3 separate regions of the Mus musculus genome follow, and regions 1 and 3 are each linked to region 2. A link is a contact called in public Hi-C and promoter capture Hi-C data. All regions are on one chromosome and are shown on one strand. Each heading gives the region's core, a stretch centred on a gene start, on an enhancer-like site or on the middle of the called end of the contact. The rest is flanking DNA. Distances are from core to core; before and after follow the strand shown.

The links. Promoter capture Hi-C pulls out the DNA fragments that hold promoters and counts their contacts. A called contact is a pair of places that touch in the nucleus more often than the background predicts.
Region 1: a Hi-C map of the HPC-7 cell line shows a contact between it and region 2, with 4 times the contacts expected there. The contact joins the promoter of Golga5 here to the promoter of Fbln5 in region 2. A contact is called at or near these places in 8 of 39 promoter capture datasets (the 3T3-L1 cell line, the C10 cell line, the HPC-7 cell line and 5 more), 5 of 484 Hi-C or Micro-C datasets (the C10 cell line, the HL-1 cell line, the HPC-7 cell line and 2 more), 1 of 115 datasets of contacts at active chromatin or transcription factors (embryonic stem cells) and 1 of 9 other capture datasets (adipose tissue).
Region 3: a contact with region 2 is called in a promoter capture Hi-C map of hippocampal neurons, with 2.5 times the contacts expected there. The contact joins the enhancer-like site here to the promoter of Fbln5 in region 2. A contact is called at or near these places in 1 of 39 promoter capture datasets (hippocampal neurons), 2 of 15 datasets of contacts at CTCF or cohesin (large pre-B cells and pro-B cells), 13 of 484 Hi-C or Micro-C datasets (the G1E-ER4 cell line, the HL-1 cell line, the P5424 cell line and 3 more) and 1 of 9 other capture datasets (embryonic stem cells).

The regions. Positions count from the first base shown.
Region 1 is chr12:102,465,714-102,470,700 of GRCm38.p6, forward strand. It overlaps Golga5 (golgi autoantigen, golgin subfamily a, 5), which reads left to right and starts at 3,421. Exons shown (of 13, transcript NM_001199004.1): 1 at 3,421-3,650. Gm30198 (a long non-coding RNA gene) reads left to right here. Exons shown (of 3, transcript XR_381856.1): 3 at 1,449-2,163.
Region 2 is chr12:101,817,753-101,822,081 of GRCm38.p6, forward strand. Fbln5 (fibulin 5) reads right to left here and starts at 1,367. Exons shown (of 11, transcript NM_011812.4): 1 at 982-1,367. The coding sequence starts at 998.
Region 3 is chr12:102,383,495-102,388,176 of GRCm38.p6, forward strand. Rin3 (Ras and Rab interactor 3) reads left to right here. Exons shown (of 10, transcript NM_177620.4): 9 at 4,060-4,223. Among named protein-coding and RNA genes, the nearest start is that of Lgmn, 54 kb to the right of the region's middle. Within about 2 kb of position 1,562, at least 7 of the 459 cell types and tissues checked have an H3K27ac peak or open chromatin away from gene starts, as enhancers often do. A contact at or near this core is called in hippocampal neurons, where this site is marked.

The DNA of each region.
Region 1 (4,987 bases), core at 2,171-4,670, 650 kb after region 2:
TCTTTCCTCCTCCTCCTCCTTCTCCTCCTCCTCCTCCTTCTTCTTCTTCTTCTTCTTCTTCTTCTTCTTCTTCTTCTTCTTCTTTTTCTTCTTCTTTTGTTTTTTTTTTTGAGACAGGGTTTCTCTGTCCTGAATTCACTCTATAGACCAGGCTGGCCCAGAACTCACAGAGATCCACCTGCCTCTGCTTCCTGAGTGCTGGGATTAAAGGCATGTGCCACCACCACCTCTAGAAATCAAATTTTGGACTATGTCTTTCTGCCCTTCAGTGTTCACATACATTATCCCACTGCTGTAGCCCACCATGTCTGATCAGAAGTCAGCACTCATCTTTCCTCTCCCCTAGGCAATGAGTCACTTTCACTTTTAATATTTTCTTTTTTACAATTAATTGGTTTTTATGTGTATGAGTACTTTGCCAATATGCATGTCCCTACAACACAACCCATGTGTTCCTGGTGCCTTAGATGCCAGAAGAAGGCATCAGATCCCCTAAGCCTGTAGTTACTGTTATGAGCTGTCATGTAGGTGCTGGGAATTGAACCTGCACCCTTTGGAAGAATAACCAGTGCTCTTAACCACTAAGCAATTTCTCCAGCCTCACCTTTATAATTTTTTTCTCCATCTTTCATGTACACAAGTGGAATTCTGTATTTATTTTCTTCAGAGATGACTGGGTTTCTTGGATATACATATTAATGTTTTCATCAAACTTGGGGAGTTTGGGACTATTATTTTCTGTGATATTTTCCTCTCCATCACTCTCTCCTTTTAGATGGGGACATCTTTATTAACTTCTCTGTCCCTTGCTGTGATCAAATAGCTGACAAGAAGCAACTCAAGGGAAGAGTTTATTTTGCTCAACGTTTCATGACCTGTATCCATTTGAGGGGTTCTGTTGCTGTGGTAAACACCACAACCAAAGGCAACTTGGGAGGAAAGTGTTTGTTTCAGCTGACAGGTTACAGTCTCGTGTATCCCAGGCTGGCCTTGAACTTGTCACGTAGCTGAACATGTCTATGATTTCTTATCCTTTGTCCTCAATCTCCCAAGTGGTAGGATTATAGGCATACACCATCAGGCCCAAATTATGCAGTGTTTGTGATCAAACTCAGTGCTTCATACCTATAACTCAAGCACACTATCATCTGAGCTACAGCCCCAGTCCTCAAAATACTTTTTGGCAGCCTGTCCACGGCCAATATTTTCATTGAGGAAGATTTGATTCTGTCTCAACTTCTTACAGCAAGAGAAAAATAACTTGTTTGCATTTACACCTTACTGCATTTTGTGCTTTATCTGTAAAATAGGGTGATGTATTAGGTTTCATTAGTTAGGCTGTGGAAAAGCCAGTCTTAAATCTCACTAGCCCGTAACTGCAAAGAACTATTTCTAACTGACCACATGTTAGATGTGGACTATTTACTGCTTCATTTTCTTCCTTTCAGGACTCAGTCTAGCAGAATAACCCTAGCTTGGAGCTGCTCTCTCTCAAGAAGAAAAAGAACTGGAGGAAACACACCATTGCCTAACTCTGAACGTTTAGGCTTGTATATAGTTAGGCCTGTCTACATTCCAGCAGTGAATGGTAGATCATATGATCAAACTGTCATCAGTGGAGCTGGAAAGGATATCTCCATCTTGGGATGTAGGACAGTCACCTAGCAACCACTGATGATAAATAGCCCTTAACAGGAAGAACAGCTTAGTTAGAATTAGTTGAGAACTGCAATGCCAGTTACCACACAATAAGAGCAAGACACTCCTTACGGCATTGTGAGAATGGAGCCGCTCAAGGATCCTGAAACTGTTCTCCACTTAAGAAGGGCTCTAAGATCACAGCAACAGTGATTTTCGGCTTCTGCTGGGAGTTAGTCTCACTACTGAGTTGGATTAAACCTGACTTAATAGGAAGAAAATGGCTTGTAGTTATTCCCCATATTCAATGCAGAGACAATAAAAATTTGAGTCTAGGGGCACAGACTTTGGAGTGAGATGGACACCTCCCTTTTAAGGACAGATAATATTGGAACCAGATTATTTAACATCTCTGAGTCTTAGTTTCCTCAATGCCCAAACGCACTTACTTGAGAATTTACCATAGGCTTTTCAGTTGGCGAAATTAGCCTGGTCCTGTTTACCCAGTAGATGTAGCCTTCAGTGAATTATTGAACACAGATTTTCTTTTTAAAAACCCATTTCAAAAAGTCTGTGAGCTGTATGCAAAATATAACTATAGCACTATTGAATAATAGTCTCAGTTCAAGTTATCTTTTCTACAAGGAACCCTCACAAACTGACTTATTTTCCTACCTCGGGATACTTCTCCCTGTTTCTCTTGGTTTACAAAAGGCTCTGAACTATTGTTGATTCATTAGTTTAGGCAAAATCCATCTCTGTCACTTGAAAGCAGGTTCTTTTTAAAAAATTGTATTCTTTTATTTTTTTTCTTATACTATTTTATGTATTTACATTCCAAATGTTGCCCCCCTTACTGGTCCCCCCTTCCCGAGTTCTTCACCCCATCCCTTTAAATTGTATTCTTTTTTTCTTTTAAAGATTTATTTCATTTATATGAGTACACTGTAGCTGCCCTCAGGCACACCAGGAGAGGGCACCAGATCCCATCCCATTACAGTTGGTTGTGAGCCATTGACCTCAGGACCTCTGGAAGAGCAAGCAGCCAGTGCTCTTAACCACTGAGCCACCTCTCCAGCCCTTGTATTTTTTTTTTAATTGGATATTTTTTTTGTTTACATTTCAAATGTTATCCCCTTTCCCAGTTTTTTTAAAATTAGGTATTTTTCTCATTTACATTTCCAATGCTATCCCAAAAAGTCCCCCATACCCTCCCACCCACTCCCACTTTTTGGCCCTGGCGTTCCCTTGTACTGGGCATATAAAGTTTGCAAGTCCAATGGGCCTCTCTTTCCAGTGATGGCCGACTAGGCCATCTTTTGATACATATGCAGCTAGAGTCAAGAGCTCCGGGGTACTGTTAGTTCATAATGTTGTTCCACAGCCCTTGTATTTTTAATTTGTGTGTGTGTGTGTGTGTGTGTGTGTGTGTGTGTGTGCTTTGTGAATGAACTCAGAACTCAGAACTCAGGCCGTTAGTCCTGGCTATTTATCTATGTACTCTATTTACTGAACCATCCCACAGGCCCAGGGATTAGACAGTTCCAGTCTCTGCCTCGAAATCCTCACGTGTAAAACTTTTGAAAGGGAGGAGGAGCTCAGAGGCCTGGGCCGGCTCATGCCCCGCCCAGTTTGGCTTGGGCCCGCCCCTGTGGTGCTCGGGACCCTGCCCCCCGTTGTGGGCGTGCTCCGCAATGTTGTGGAGGCCGCGTGCCGGCGGCGTTACGTCACACGCACGCTGGCGCGGCACCCGGTTCGGCGGCAGACGGAAGGGGGCGTGGCCTGGCGCTAGGGCCCCGCGGCCGCCGGCGCCGCCGCCTGAGTGACCTGCTAGGCGGCCGGCGGCGCTCAGCTTCCGGCCACTCAGGCAGCTCGTTGGCCACTCTGTTTTGAGGTCCTCGCCGCCCTTCCACGTCTCCCGGAAGAGCTAGCCGGCAGGTCCGGGAGCAGCGGGCTGCTGTGGCGGCCCGGGCGGGCGACGAGGCCGCGGTGCTGCCGCTCGGCGTCCTCAGGTGAGGCGCGACCAGGCCGCGGGCGGGACGGCTTGGCCTGCGGGACCCGGTCTCCGCCTTTCCCGAGCGCTGTCGTGCTCGTCTTCGCTCAGGGACAAGGAAGGGGATGCCAGAGCCCCGTAGCCTCCGGATACCGAGGCTGACCCGCCCTCCACCCCGACTCTGCTCTGGGGACCCAGTACGATGTGTTCTCGCCTCTCGGGGACCCGTGGTCACACCGCCGGGCCTGACCCCTGACCCCCGCCTCTGTGTGACATCTGACCTTCCCGGTGGCTTTGCACCACGGGAAGTCCCCTCTTGGAGTCTGTCACTGAGATAAGAGCTCAGGTTTAGTGTCTACGATCCACGTGAAAGATATGTTTTAAAGCCCCGTTAACTTTCAGATGGGAGGCAAGACATTAATTGTCTTCAGGCTTTTTTTTATTAGGAGAGCTACTTTTCTCTCGCTCATCACTAATTTTTACATCGAGCTTGTGTAACGTTTTATAAGTCAGAAGGCATGTTACATTCCTTTTTCATTTGGTTTCTCATAAATTGAAATACACACTTAAATGGGTTTCCTAAAGAGTGTGTTGAAACAGTTAACTTCCGACGAGGTTAGAGCGGAGAGGTTAAAAGGTGGGTTTACCTCTAGGTTGACCTAGATTCCAGTGTCTGAGGTGCCATCGAAGTTCCAGGATCTTTCTAAGCCATATCCATCTTTATTTGTTTCTAAAGGACTTTACAGTTTGCCATATAATGTAGCTGAGCATTATGTTACTATATTATTTTTATTATTTTATTTTTATATTATATTATTTTTAGTGATAGTGTTTGCACAACACTTGACATATAAGGATGAATTACTTCAGTAGTGTTTCTAGGAGTGCCTGTGTGTGGGCTAGAATTGGAATTTATCATTGAGCAAACCAGGCATTGTGTGTATCCACCCACTCCCCCTTCCCCAGCAGGGAGAGACATGTTTTAAAACAACAGTTGCAACAACCTGAAGCAGTGTAAGGCAAAAGAAGGGCATGCACACAGAATAAAAAGACCTAGCATAGAAGGGAAGGAAAGACAACTCTGATGCCAATTTAGTGAAGAAAGCCCAAGATCTAATAGTTCCAAGCCAAAGGGACACTGACCACATTCAACCAACACTGTTGACTTTGTAGTTTACTTCATTCTACAGCTTAAAGGTTAATTTTACTTCGTGGCCTTGACTTTGGCACCTGGAAGTTTTTTCCATGTGTTGGTTAAATAGATAATTTATACAGTCATTTTTTTAAAAAAAAAATTGAACTCAGCTGGACATGCACATGGTAGGTACTAAATATTTAAATTACTGAAAATTTACT
Region 2 (4,329 bases), core at 117-2,616:
CTGGGTCCTGGGGGCCAAATAATCTCTAGGCTAACAGAGAAGCTTTCCAGAAAGAAATCATACCAAAATTGAAGTATAATTAATACTGGGGAGGAGAAACTGTCTCAACCCTTTTCTTTTGAATCTGGGTCCACCATCCAAAAGAGGAGGAGGAGGAGGAGGAGGAGGAGGAGGAGGAGGAGGAGGAGGAGGACAGACCCTCCAACTGTCTGTCAGTGACAGACATTGCTGGTCAGAGATGTGGGATGGTAATATTAACTATGGCTTACCATAATGAGGCTCGGTTTGTATTCGCATGCATGCACCCCTCCCACATGCAAACACACACAGAGAAAGTGTGTAGATCTATGCAGGGCAGCTATATTTTCAAGAGACACTGGAGAAAGGGAGAACAGATGTCATCCTTAAACTTCCTCAAGGCTCAAGGATTACTTGACTGGAATTGCAATTTCCGCAAAGAACAGCAAAACATTTGCTTACATGCGTCTCTGTCTGCAGAGTCCACTGTGCATTGGCTCGAAACTTCTAGGTCCCATTCCCTCTGTAAATCACACACATAGAGCAAACGCAGACAGAAGTGTTCGGAGACTTCTGCTTGTCTCACAGCCGTTGCAGCAAAGCAATTGCTGGTGCCGTAGTCAGCAGTCTCCCAAATTTAAAAAACATGTAGTGTGATAGTTTATAAACTGCGCACAACGTTGCTGCCCTTTCCAAAAAGAAAGAGAAATGACCTAGAGAGGTTGTCTGCTGCCTCTCTCGAGATGCTGACTCCTGACGCTGTTAGAAAAATCCCCACTCCCAAACGAAGACTTTGAGATGGGCGCAGCTTTTTGTAATTAACAGGGTCATTGCATCACTAGCTAAAAGTCTTTTCCAGTGCCCTGACACAGGCGGAATCTCAGCCATAGCTATTTTCCACCCATCAGGTCTGGAGTTAGGTTTCTCAAGCCTGGAGACAGTTCCTGGCGCCTTCCAACCTACCTTTTTAATCCTGGCATATCCAAGATGCGCGGGAGGAGAAGCGACGCGAGGAAGGCAGGCTCTGCGGTGGGACTGGGGCGGCTTGGTTCCGGAGGGGCCGAGCGGGCAGCGCGGAGGGCCGGGACAGTGCCGGGTGCTGGGAGCCACTGCAGAGCCCTCGCCGCCGGCACCTGGTTTCGCTTAACCCCCTTCAGTAATTCAGCATTAAGCCAATTGGAGGAGGAATGTTAAAAATGAACACTTCATTTTCTAAGTATGTTAAACAATGCAAATGGGGCCTCGGTCTGGACACAGCTGGTTCAGATTACAGCGCTCACCAACTGGCTAGACTCCTCACAACAATCTTGGGGCGTCTGCCAGGGCCAAGTGCTCGGCGCTGGGAGGGGAGCCCGTCAGAGCGCGGGGCTGGGGGGCGCCCGGCCTCCCCAGGGCGGAGCGGGGCGCGTGCGAGGGGGCGTGTCATCAGGCTCTGTGGCAGCACGAACTTGAACTCACACCAAGGCGGCTTCACGGACGAAAGACGCGTGAGCAATTGGGAACCCGAGGCTTAAATCACGGGCTGGAACAAGCGTGGTACCCCTAAGCTGGGATGTGGGGGTAAGGGCGGACCAGGAAGAGCAAGCAATGGCTGAGAACTCTCCTTGGCCGCCCTCACCTCGTTATCCTTAGCTTGTTGTTGTTGTTGCTGCTGCTGTTGCTGTTTCTGGCCTTCAAAGTAGAAAGGTGATTTGTAAAAGTCAACAGCGAAAAGCCTAAAGAATGGTGGGCTACACTTGGGCCCTGGAAGCCCCGCCCCACTCCCTTTCGTTTCATAGCTCTGGAACCCTCTATCAAGTGCAAAAGTGCCAAAGACACTGCTCTCCAAAAGACACGACGACCAGACTGCTACACCGCAAGACCTTCCTTGCCTGAACCTTCTCTTGGACCCTCAACTGCCCGACCTACAGTTCAGAAAGCAAAGGGGCAGAGTCCCCCCCCCCCCCATATGCCTCTGTACAGTAGAAACTGGTTCAGTTTCCTTGGAGGTGGGAATAAAAGGGGTCGAGTGACTTCCCCACTGCCTCATGGCTCTCAGAGATGCCAGCGAGTCTCTGAAGCCTACATCCTATTCTTTTCTAACACTGTTTTAAGGAAACGGACTCTTACTCTAAAATCTCGTTAGACTGAACTAGAGCAGCCAGACTGCTGTTGATTCCGCTGAAGCTCAGAGGTCAACTGACCTGATTTATTTACTATGGGCGTATGAAATGGCTAAGAATAAACTACATTTAGGTTCATCTCCTTCATGAGATAGTACCTCCCGTCCATTGTTCTAGTAGCTAGGATTATAAAAACCCTTCAAGTCCACCAGTTCTGCACTAAAGGGGCGAAATAAAGAGAATTTCAGATTGGGAAATAAATGAGAGTAACCCATCAAAATAGCTAGACCTCTAAGTGTGCACCCTGGCCTGCTGCTCTGTCTAAAGCTCAAAGTCGGCAGTGACTGGGAGGGAGTACAAAAGAACCTCTCAAGTACCTGATGTAATTTCTGGCCAAGGCACTTCGTACAGTAAGGAACATAGACTTGAGTTTCATGATGTTGTGCTATAACATGTTTTAAAATGCTGAAGAGGCTCCTCACACACTGATATTGCAGGCTTTCTAATATACTTTATAGTTCTAATAGAATCTTGGTAGTCACATAGACCAATTTTATTAGATTAATATAAAAACTATGATTGTAGGGGCTGGAGAGATGGCTAAGAGCATTGGCTGCTCTTGCTGAGGACCTGGGTTCAAATTCCCAGCACCCACAAGGTGGCTCAAACCTGCTGATGACTTCAGTTCTAGGGGACCTGATTCCCTCTTCTGACATACATGCAGGCAAAATACCCATATACATAAAATTAAAACTTCAAAAAAAACCTTTAAAAATAGAAATAAATAAATAAATGTCTAGAACTTTGTAAAAGTACAAGACGTTAAGTGGGTTGAACATCAATCAAACCTTAAGTGTGTTGTACATCAGGTACCCAGGTGGGAAGGACTGGAGGAGCTAAGGGGGATTGCAACCCCATAGGAAGAACAACATCAGCTGGCTGGACCACCCAGTGCTCTCAGGGACTAAACCACCAACCAAGGAGTGTACAGAGAGGGATCCGTGGCTCCAGATACATAGGTAGCGGAGGATTGTCCTATCTGGCATCAATGGGAAGGGAGGTCCTTGTCCTGTGGATGTTTGATGCCCCAGTGTAGGGGGATGCTGGAGGGGTGAGGAGGGAGAGGATGGGGGGAGCACCCTCATAGAGGCAAAGGGAGGGAGAAGAGGGAGGTTGAGGGATGGGGGACTTGTGGAGGGGTAGCCGGGAAGTGGGATATCATTTGAGATGTAAGCGAATGGAATGATTAATCAGTAATAAAGAGAAATGGGTTATGGAGCTATCTGTGAAGCATGCTGTTAGTGCATTAGTGTTGTTAATCTCTCCCTGCACACAGTTTATAAGTTAACAGTGTCGTGGGTGTATAAGAACGGGCCCGCTACTGACTTTGGTGTCCAGCCTCCACTTTATCCTCAGTGTGTAAGTGATTGCTTGAACATGCTAGGGAAGAGCTCTACCACTGAGCTACATCCCCAGCCCGCAGCCTGAGTTCTTTCAGCTGATCATCACATGACCCGGAGGCAGCCTTGTCTATCTTCTCCTCAGGCTGCATCCACCTCCTGCTTCCTTCCTACCAAAGTGTGCCACCCAGCTGCCTGACAGCGCTCCTCCACCTGCTATTTTTAACTATCCAGAGTTTTACATGTGTCCTTATTACATTTTCATATGTTATTCAAACACTTCCTTTACAAATTCTGTTATCAAAAGAGCACCAAGTGTGGCCCCCAGATGTGAACCCTACATCTGCCTGAGGCAACTTATTTGCCATGATCAGCTCCTTGTGACCTGTCAAAGGTCGAGATCCAGAGTCGAGGGCAGTGCTCTGTCTTATTGCCCCACCCCTTCTCTTTCTCCACAGCTTGGGGCTGCTGCCAGTGCAGGACTCTGAATACCACCACCTTCTTATCTCAGCTTCCTTGTATCCCCGACTCCCCAGCAGTCCCTGACAGGCCACACCCTTCTACCTTACAAGCTTTGCCCTTCCAAATCTAGTCATCTGGTGCACAGCCTGTGAGAGATTCTGTCAAACATCTGATAACATCAAAAGGCATTAGCTCCAGCATTTCCTGGTCACCAAAAGCTATTTTTAAAAATAAAAAGAGGATGTGGGTGCAGTGGCTCACACCCAAAATCCCAGAATTTAGAAGGCTGAGCAAGAGGACCGCTGAGAGTTGGTGCCTGGGCTATACCTCGAATTTCAGGCCATCAT
Region 3 (4,682 bases), core at 312-2,811, 570 kb after region 2:
CATATGGACTCTGAGGAACCGTGGCATGTCCTATGGGCTTCCACCCTCGAAGAATGGAGTCAGTCTCCCAGGCACAAGCGTCCCCTTAGGGCTTTGTGGTTCTCGAGTGGCTGTCCCCCTTTGCATGCGTTTGCATCTGCCACCTCTGGAGGTGGCAAGCCTGACATAAGTGCTTCAGTGAGGTCTTCTAAGCTCAGGGGAACAGGGAAAGCGGGAGAGCTTTGCTATTGTCTGTAGCTCTGAGCTGTGGCTGTGGCACCTGGAGCTACCCCCTTTTGCTCTTTAGTTACATGTTACCTGCAATTGGAGCACCTGGTTTTCCTGTGAAGTCTGGGGATTCAGAAGAAGCAAGCTTTTCTCAGTCCATCCACCCTTCTACCCACCATCCATCTGTCCATCCACATGTCTACCCACGCATCTACCCATCAACTACCTATTCATTCATCTACCTACCTACTCATCCATCTACCCACTTTTCCATCCATCTGTCCATCCATCTATCCATCCATCCATCCATCCACCCACCCATCCATCCATCCATCCATCCATCCATCTATCCATCCATCCACCCACCCATCCATCCATCTATCCATCCATCCATCCATCCACCCATCCATCCATCCATCCATCTATCCATCCATCATCCATCCATCCATCCATCCATCCATCCATCATCCATCTATCCATCCATCCATCCATCCATCCACCCATCCGCATCTATATCAGCCTATCTACCTATCTACCCACCAATTCATTTATCTATCTACCCATCTCTCCATCCATCCTCCATTGGCCAGCCCATCCATCCATTTCCTCACCAGTCCATCCATCCATAAACTTACCTACCCACTCTTCAACTCATCCATACACACTCTGTCATCCCCCACATCTCCATCCCCCACATCTCCATCCACCAACCCATGCACTCATTGAACCATCCATGCCAGAAGTCTGGGAGTCTTGTGAGAATCAACAAACACCTCACTCTCACATTTGGGACCTCTGTCTCCTCAAGGCTTTTCTTGGGTTTCACCATGCCCATGGAAGCACCCAGACACCAAAGAAATTGGCAGGGATCTCTAGCCAGCACTGCTGAAAGTGTGACACCCACCCTGAGACAGTGTCTACCCAAGTCCTGGGAAACAAGGCACTGTGCCCGTGTCTGCACTGGATCTCTCTCCACCTATGGAAACACTGTCTCCTATGCGTTCGCGTGACCCCTCCTGCCTAGGATGGAGTATGATTTATCCCAGATCTGATAGCTGGTTCCTGTGATTTTTCCCAGTAGGCATTTGTGGCAGGAGAGATGAGGGCCTTCCTGTAAGCAGCTTGGAGGCCTGATGTGACCCCCTTCTTATACCCACCCCATCTCAGGGAAATAACCTGGCTAGAGCCAACCAAGAATCCAAACATCTCCCACACGTGTCTTCATAGACCTTTTGCCCATGTGCCCTCCCTAACCTGTGCCCAGCTAATCTCACCAATGGATTTATTTACCAAGCAATCCACCACATGGGAAATGTCTGCAAAACTCATAGTGGTGTCGCCTGTCACCTAGTGCTCATAGTCGGTACTACATGGTCTCCATCAAAGAGGGCTAGAAGGGCCATATGGGGTGTATAGGACTTGAAGGGCTATGAGAGCACCCAACAGGGCTTGGAGTTCCTCCCTAGTGCCTCAGAGAGAACCAGAAGCTCCCAGAACTATTGTCTGCCCTCATATAGTTGTGTGACCCAAGCGTAACTAAGCCCCGCCCCTTACATGCATGACATAGAAAGGCAAGTGACTTTTCAATATGCTCATTCATCTCCAGGACTCAGAATCAGAGCACCCCTAACCCTGCCCTGCTCTCCCTGCCACAGCGGCGGACTCAGGGCTGTGCCTGCTCAGCCAAGCTTAAGGAGTCTGGAAGCGAGCATTTTCATTTTCATCCAGGGCCAGTTCAGATACCAGTAGATCTCCCATAGTTAGGATGGGAAGATGAATTGGGGTGGGTCCCAGGCAGAATCAGCCTCATGTCCAAGACCATTGGCTTGGCCTTAATAGCCAGGAAAAGCAGGCTAGAGAATATCAGAAAAGCTAGGGACTGGGAGAAAGGATGCTAAGGGCAGGGGCGGTACCGTGTGATCCTGGCCATATCACCCTCTTCTTCTATGATTCAATTTCTTCCCTTTAAAGAAAGCAGCAGTTATCAACCTGTGAGTCGATTGCATATTACATGGGTTGGTTTTTGTGGGTTGGTTGCATATTAGATGTACTACATATTTACATTATGATTCATAGCAGTAACAAAATTATAGTTATAAAGAAGTGAGGAAAATAATTCTATGACTGGGGAGGGGGTTGGTCAGTACAACATGAGGAACCGTATTAGAGAGTCACAGAGTTAAGAAAGTTGAGAACCACTGCATTCAAAGTGAAGGATCTCTCAGGCTGCAGAGATGGCGCAGTGGTTAAGAGCACTGACTGCTCTTCCAGAGGTCCTGAGTTCAATTCCCAGCAACCACATGGTGGCTCACAACCATCTGTCATGGGATCCCATGCCCTCTTCTGGAGTGTCTGAAGACACATGCTCATATACATAAAACAAATAAATTTAAAAATAAAAGCTACCAAAAAATTTAAAAAGTGAAAGATGTCAGCAAGGTTCTGAAGTCCTAACAAGTTGATGGCCAGATAAACATCCCAGCAAAGCATTGTCTTTGAACTTAAAATTCCATGGCTGCTGCAGCTTCAAATACCTTAAAGCCTCAATTACTTCAGGGAAACCTTAAAGATTAAGATTATTTTTAAAGAAGAGAATTTGGTGGGCCAATATTTTAGTGGGTAAAGGCAGGCAGTTGCCGCCAAGTCTGGGGACCTCATTTCAATTCCTGGGACTCTTGTGGTGGAAGGGAAACTGACTTCTGCAAGTTGAGTGTGCCCACAAATACATGTACACATGTGCACACAAAATAAAAATTTAAATGTAATACTTTTTTTTTTAATGGACAGGATCTCGCTTTGTAGCTATGTCTGGCCTTGCATTTGCTACGTAGACCAAGTTGACGTCCAGCTCACAGAGATCTGCCTGCCTCTGCCTCTGCCTCTGCCTCCTGAGTGCTGCTGATATTATGGCTGCATAGCATCAAATATTTTTACTATTTTAATCCCTAAAAACTTCATGTGATAACTAAAATTTCCTGTGCATCCTTGGAAATTGTTTTTATGATAGGTAATACACTCACGGTGCTCTTCCTGTTAAAACAGTGTTTACTACAGTGAGAAGGTGGGCTCCCAGCGCCTCCTCCACACACACCCAGGCATCCATGTCTCTCGGTTTCTTACGTATCCTATATATTTTAAAACACTTAAAAATCGCATTTTACATTTCAGACATCATTGTAAGAGTACCGAGCTTGGATGACAGACTTGTTGGAATTGCTGGGTTTCTTGTCCTCTTCCCAGTCTGGCCACATTGAATAAGTATCCTTAGCCAGGTGTGGTAAACCAACCATACCTTTAATCCCAGCACTCAGAAGGCAGAGGCTGGTGGATCTCTAGGAGTTTAAGGCTAGCCTGGTCTTTATTATGAATTTCAGGCCAGGGCTAAGTAGTGAAACCCTGTCTAAAAATAATTATATATATATATATATATAAACTGACTTCTGCAAGTTGAGTGTGCCCACAAATATATATATATATATATTCTGTATTTTTATATTATATAATCATATAATTATATGTAATTATAAATAACATTTCTAATTTATTATAATATTAAAATAGTCATATATAATTATATATGTTATATATGGAATATTCCACACAATACCTTCTTGAAGTGGGCTAAGGAAAGATGTGAGCTAAGCTGTTTCTATACAGTGCCAATGGCTGAAGCCCCAGTGCGGTGAAGTGAAGCCTTTGAAGCAGGTTGTAGAGCGTGGACGCCCCCTGGTGGCTATGAAGGGAGGGGCATGTTGGAAGCAATGGGCAGAGCCGCACACTTTGAGACCAGCTCTCCTCCCAATGTGGTGGATCCAGACCTTTCTCGTTCAGACAGTGTCCTTGACCCCACAGGTTCCTACTATCTGACCACCACCTACGGAGCCCTGGAGCACATTAAAAACTATGACAAGATCACAGTGACCCGACAGCTGAGCGTGGAGGTGCAGGACTCCATCCATCGCTGGGAACGCAGGCGCACGCTCAACAAAGCGCGGGCCTCCCGCTCCTCTGTGCAGGTGATGCTGGGGACTAAGTGTCTGGGGCTACAAACTGTATAGGTACCATCTGTGCGCTATGCTTGGTTGCTTTGGCCTGCCAGCCCTACTATCCTCAGGGTGAGCAGTGGGTCTTGCATAGAGGAATCCAAGGTTCTACCTGCCAATCTTCCTAGCTCTGCAGGTCCTGGGTAGGCTTAGAAGTGCCACCAGGCAGGTGCTATAACCCAATAGGCCAAGTGGTATGGGAGGAACAAGACATTCCACATATCCCAGGCTGCATCAGATCGATTCACCCATATGTCCTAACAGCCCAGATCATCTCCCTGCTACACACACACACACACACACACACACACACACACACACACACACACAACACCCACACACCATTCTTCTCGGTGCTGCTGGCCAAGGCTTCCCCATTGCAGCAATCATCACCCGCTGTTGTAAATCCTCTATATGGGAAACTCTCATACG